2 separate regions of the Mus musculus genome follow, and region 1 is linked to region 2. The links are chromatin contacts, called in public Hi-C maps. All regions are on one chromosome and are shown on one strand. Each heading gives the region's core, a stretch centred on a gene start, on an enhancer-like site or on the middle of the called end of the contact. The rest is flanking DNA. Distances are from core to core; before and after follow the strand shown.

Region 1 (2,700 bases), core at 115-2,614, 51 kb after region 2:
GAGAGAGAGAGAGAGAGAACGATCGCTAGCTCAGGTCATCTCAGCTCCATCCCTAGCAGTAGAAAAGAAATGGGCGGGGGGGGGGGGGGTGGAGGTGGGGGAGGTGTGACTGAAAATGGCCTGAGACAATACAGAGATAACACTAAAGCATCTGTAATGAAGACACAGTTGCATGCAGTAAAGAACTATTTATAAAGTATTGATCCTGACCCAGGGAGACCTGGCACTCTTTTGAAGCTCAGGTAAGGAGTGAATAGGTGGGTAGTTTCTATTTTGAAACACTGTCTCCCTCTGTAGTGTAGGCAGGTCTAGAACTCTGGGAAATCCTCCTGTCTCAGCCTCTCCAATGATGGGATTTATAGGTGTATGCCCCTCTACCCAGGAAATCTAAGACTCTCACAAAGACATTTGAACTGGTCATCCCCGCACTCAGTTCTAGCCAGAGTGACTTCCTTGATACTCTATAGACTTCTCCACTGCCCTTCCTCCAGGTAGCTACCTGGGTGGTTTTCTTGCTTCTGTCAGGTCTCTATTCCAGGGCTTGCCCTAACCGCCCGAACTCCCCTTATCTTCATTGTCCTGTTTTTATTCCTAATACTCCAGTCCCACCCACCACATTTTCTATGTTTTTGGCTCTAGTGTGTCATAAGACTTCCCAGAACAAAAATTCCATGTGAACAGGGATTTTGTTTTGCTCCTACAACATGTCACGTTTCGTTTCTGGCATCTACAACGCCCAACACCTTGTTGGGGGCCGCCAACATGACCCTGAAAGGCTCCTTGTCTGTGAGGTGGGGCGGGGTCTTGGCAAAATGTGTGACCCCTGTGACAGGCAGGGTTCTGGGCAGATGCTTGGTGCAGCACTTCCTCTGCTCTTTTCCCCCCCATCGTTGTCTCCTCCCCTTTCCAAAGGCCAGTGACAAGCAACAGGAATTAGGCCAGCTCAAATGTTAATGGAAATTAAAGGAGAGAGGAGGGCTGAAAGAGAGAACAAACGCAGCCGCAAAAGTAAAGGAAACCGGTGAAAAAGTAAGGCGGCGAAAAGGCCAACAGACGTCACGCTATCTGGTCACGCTGCCCGACTCCCCCGCGGCCGAGCGAGGCGCTCTTCCTCCGCCTTGTAGCCTCCCTGCAGCGGGTGCGAGTCACCATCGCTTAGGATAAGGCCGGGCCCGTAGTCCCACGAGAGAACCCCACATCCGCACCCCAGAAATCCGCTCCTCGGGGGGCCCTGCGCCAGCCCCCGGGTGGGGGGTGGGGGGGTTGGCGCGGGGCGTAAGGACTACATCTCCCAGGATGCATCGCACTAGCGCGCTTGCGCGGTGCGGCCGGCGGCGGCGGTCTGTTCTCCGCTGAGGAGGAGTGGGGCAGAGGAGGGAGGCAGCGGGTGAGAGTTCAGAGTTCAGCAGCAGCAGCCCGAGCCCATGATTCCCATATGCCCTGTAGTTTCTTTCACCTATGGTGAGTCTAAATGTGGCCCGTGGAGGCCTCTGCCATGCCCTGCCCCGGCCCTGGGCGGCGGGTAGGCGCGGGGGTTGGGGCCAGCTCCGGGGAGGAGGCGGCGGCCGCCACCCGGGCGTGCGAGTGAGTGAGGGAGTGCGGGGAGGGAGGCGGACGGCGGCGCGGCCGCGGTCCCCGCCGGCCAGGGCGGCTTCTCACGGCCCCTTTTCTCTCCCTTGCCATCCCTCGGCACCCCGACCCCTTGACGGCTGCCCTCCCGCCATGGGACCTGACTCTCCGTGCCCGCCGCAGTGCCCAGCCGGCTGGGGGAAGATGCCAAAATGGCGACCGGCAACTACTTTGGATTCACCCACAGCGGGGCGGCGGCGGCGGCGGCTGCGGCCCAGTATAGGTAACGGCTCCCCGCCTTCTCCCTTTTTCCTCTTCCCTCCGCGCCCCGCGGTCCGGCTCCCGCCGACGCTCCGGCCCCGCGGCCGCATCCGCCCCCGCCCCCGCCGCACCGCCCCGAGAGCCCGGGTCCCCGCGGCAGGCGCGGCCGGGAGCCCCCCGCACCCTCCCCACACCCGCCCTTCCCTGCCGTGTCGCACTCGGCCTCCGGCTCCGGCGGACAGCGGCCCCCGGAGGGGCCGAGACGGGGGAGGGATGACTGCGGAGGGGTTGGGGACGTGGAGGGCCTTGGACGGCCCCGGAGGTAAAATGGCCTCCCGCGGCCTTGGAGCGGAGCCGAGCCGCCCGCTGCGGCCCCTCGGCTTCCCGGGTCCCCGCCTCCACCCTGTCACCCCCCCACCTCTTATCTTCCCTTTGGCTCGGGGAATGGAGAGAGAGTGAGCCGAGGGGCCTCGCGCGGAGTGCGGAGTCAGCGGCCTCTACCGCGACGCCCCCGGAGCCCAGATCACACAGCAGGTCTTTGTCGGTACCTTCCCTTGGCCCTGGGTCCCCGACGCCACCAACCACCCCCCTGCCCCCAGCCCCTCAGATTAACTGCCACTTTGCCAGCGTCATCGCCTCCATCTCATTCCCTTTGGGTTTTCTTGCTCGCGGAGATGTTAATATGCCAACCACCTGTGAATCGTTTAGCTGTTAGACCGAAAAAGATGTGCGAAGTTCCTAGGGTAGATGATGCGTGTGTAGCCTTTGGAGCCATTGAGGACGGCTCCAAGTGGACCGGTGGTTCTCCTTTGAGGTCTTCCCCCCTGCCCCTCGCCCCGCCCGGGGAAAAAGAAAATGCCAGTGACTGTA
Region 2 (2,700 bases), core at 11-2,510:
CAGTCAGGTTGTCAGGTGTAATCACAAGTGCTTCACCTACTGAATCTGGGACATCTTCCTGCCACTATAATAATAAAAAGTGTGTGTGTGTGTGTGTGTGTGTGTGTGTGTGTGTGTGTGTGTGTCTGTGTCTGTGTGTGCTCGTGTGTGTGTGTGTGTGTGTGTGTGTGTCTGTGTGTGTGTCTGTGTCTGTGTGTGCTCGTGTGTGTGTGTGTGTGTGTCTGTGTGTCTGTGTGTCTGTGTGTCTGTGTGTGCATGTGCATGGCCAGTCTGTGCTCCCCCACCCCCAACCCTCTGAAACTGGGACCTACATTATGACAGTGGGTACGAGTCTGCACTTCCTGCCTTCAGAGACACATTACTTTTCTTCCTTGTTTTGGAAACTGATAGCCAGCTCTGCAGTATGTGGGTGTCTTTAATAAACAAAATGAAGTGTTACTCAGGGGTGCACAATGTGGCACACAGACTGAGGTATCTGGATGTTTCCTCCTAGGCAGCCATCTCCCCTGATAGCAACAGTATGGGGTGGTGGGTGGGCGGCTTGTTCTCTCTCTCTGATTCTGGTGAGAGGGGTTCGTTCCCACCGCGCAGGCTTAAGTACTCCTCCTCTTCCTTCGAGTTGGGTGCACTGCTAACTGAAGCAATTGCTTGCACTGGAAGGTCCCTGTGCCTCACATCAGATGGAGGGCTTTTCTCACACTGTGGTGAAAGAAAGGTTTCCTTTGCTGTTGTGGGTACCAGGCCTCCTGTGATGCTAGCAGCCATTGCCTCTGGCTTGTTCTGTGAAACCTTGCCTGAGATTCAGGCCAAAGAAGAGGCTCTGCTGAGTAAGGAAGAGAAGGATCCTAAGGACACTTGGTGGTCTGGATTCAGTACTACCCCATGCACGCCATCTTAGTCCTGACCCCCGTGCCTTTGCTTTTAACCACTCTGCAATTACACTTGCTGTCCCGAGTGCCCCACCTCATAAAGGCGACTTTAGAAAACCCAAGAGGTTTGTCCAAGTCTCTGGGCCAGACAGAACAAATAAGAACTGCTGCTAGCGGTATTCTCTGGCAGGCAGCCCGAGGGCTTATTTCCAGATCACGTTTGACTCTCCGTGTACAACTGCCTCTGAGAGAGAGGTCCAGCCAGAAGCTGGCATAGAGAACTCAGCTTAATAATCACCATGTTCGGTTTCTGGGCTATTGTATAGCTGTGTTCTCTGAGGACAGCCGGAACAAAACATGAATGCGCAAGAAGGTTCGACTGCATTCAAGAAGCCAGGGCCTCCACTTGTCCTGTATGCAAAAGCGATGATTGCTCTCAGACTCCCTGGGAGAGACAGCTCTTGGCTCCCGCACAGGAGCCACTGTGAAAATGTTCCCTGAATGGAAAGCAGCAGGAAGCAGCTGTTAAGGGAATGGACAATTAGAAAGGAGAGGCCACTTTAATATTTTATCCTCTGGCCAGCAAGGGCTGCTGGATTGCTTCTGTTGTGCTGGGGCTGGAAACTGGAATGAAAGGCAAAAATTCATGCCCTCGGAAAGCACGGTTCTGGGTTAGGAGTGGGCAAGAAAACCAAAGGGTAAATAGTGCAAGCAGTGTACACATACGGAGATACAGTAATAGAAGAATGTAGTCCACCAACAGCGTTTTCTCTTCCTTTGCTGGAATGCCGTTCATTCCAGGAGAACGGATGCCCAGGTAGGACCAGTACAAACTGTGATTTTTAAGCCAGTGATTCAAAATTCTGGGCTTGTTGAAACGCAGAATTCTGAACTCCATCCCGGAGGTTTTGGTTCAGTAACTCCAGGCAAGACCAATGAAGCCGCATTTCTAGTAAGTTCCAGAGTGATGCAGATGTTGCTGGCCTGAGGATACTCGATGAAGCATAATTATCCTACTGATTTGATCTGGACCATGTATTTACAGGTCTGTGACATCAAAATCAAAGACTTGAAGAATCAATCACATACAGATGGCAAAGTACACAGAGCAAACCCACTGTCAAAGAGAGCAGAGGACTCCTTGAGATGAATCCTCAAAGGATCTGGGGGCATGGCTAAGTAGGTACAACAACAACAACAACATACTTGCTGCCCAGGCCTAACAACATGAGTTTAAACCCTAGATCCCACCGTAGAAGAACCAACTCTTAAATAATATTCATGGACTTCTACATACATGCTGTAGCGTGTGTGTGTGTGTGTGTGTGTGTGTGTGTGTGTGTGTGTGTAATTAGGTTCTACCACCTTCTACCTCAACAGTCAGCTCCATAGCACTGCCTCCATCCTGTCGCCCCCAACACACTCCCTTCTCCCCATCTCAAACTCCCACCACTTCTTGGCCTGTTTTACTGTCTTTTGTAATCTTCACTTAGCAACTGTGGTATTTTATTTGAAGTAGGAAAGGTTTTCTTTTCTCTCTCTCTCTCTCCCTCCCTCCCTCCCTCCCTCCTTACCTCCTTCCCTCCCTCCCTCCCTCTGTCTCTGTCTCTATATCTCTGTCTCTCTCTCTCTCCCTTTCTCCCCCTCCCTCCCTCCCTTCTTCCTCCCAGGGTTAGAGTCGAAATGGATCCAAATAACACAATGAGGCAGACAAGCTTCTTAATAAAGTATCCTGATGACTTTTTAAGCTGGGATATGTCAGGGATTTGGATCCCTACCTCTGCCACTCCCCCAGGGCAATCCTGTTCTTTCCAGCACTTTCCTGGCTCAA

The links. A called contact is a pair of places that touch in the nucleus more often than the background predicts.
Region 1: a Hi-C map of uterus shows a contact between it and region 2, with 1.6 times the contacts expected there. The contact joins the promoter of Zfr here to the enhancer-like site in region 2. A contact is called at or near these places in 2 of 484 Hi-C or Micro-C datasets (nephron progenitors and uterus) and 4 of 115 datasets of contacts at active chromatin or transcription factors (CD8 T cells, embryonic fibroblasts and embryonic stem cells).

The regions. Positions count from the first base shown.
Region 1 is chr15:12,116,487-12,119,186 of GRCm38.p6, forward strand. It overlaps Zfr (zinc finger RNA binding protein), which reads left to right and starts at 1,365. Exons shown (of 20, transcript NM_011767.2): 1 at 1,365-1,461; 2 at 1,753-1,852. The coding sequence starts at 1,425.
Region 2 is chr15:12,065,496-12,068,195 of GRCm38.p6, forward strand. It overlaps Gm34759 (a long non-coding RNA gene), which reads right to left. Exons shown (of 5, transcript XR_875043.2): 5 at 2,654-2,700. Among named protein-coding and RNA genes, the nearest start is that of Gm34759, 14 kb to the right of the region's middle. Within about 2 kb of position 1,261, at least 84 of the 459 cell types and tissues checked have an H3K27ac peak or open chromatin away from gene starts, as enhancers often do. A contact at or near this core is called in CD8 T cells and uterus, where this site is marked.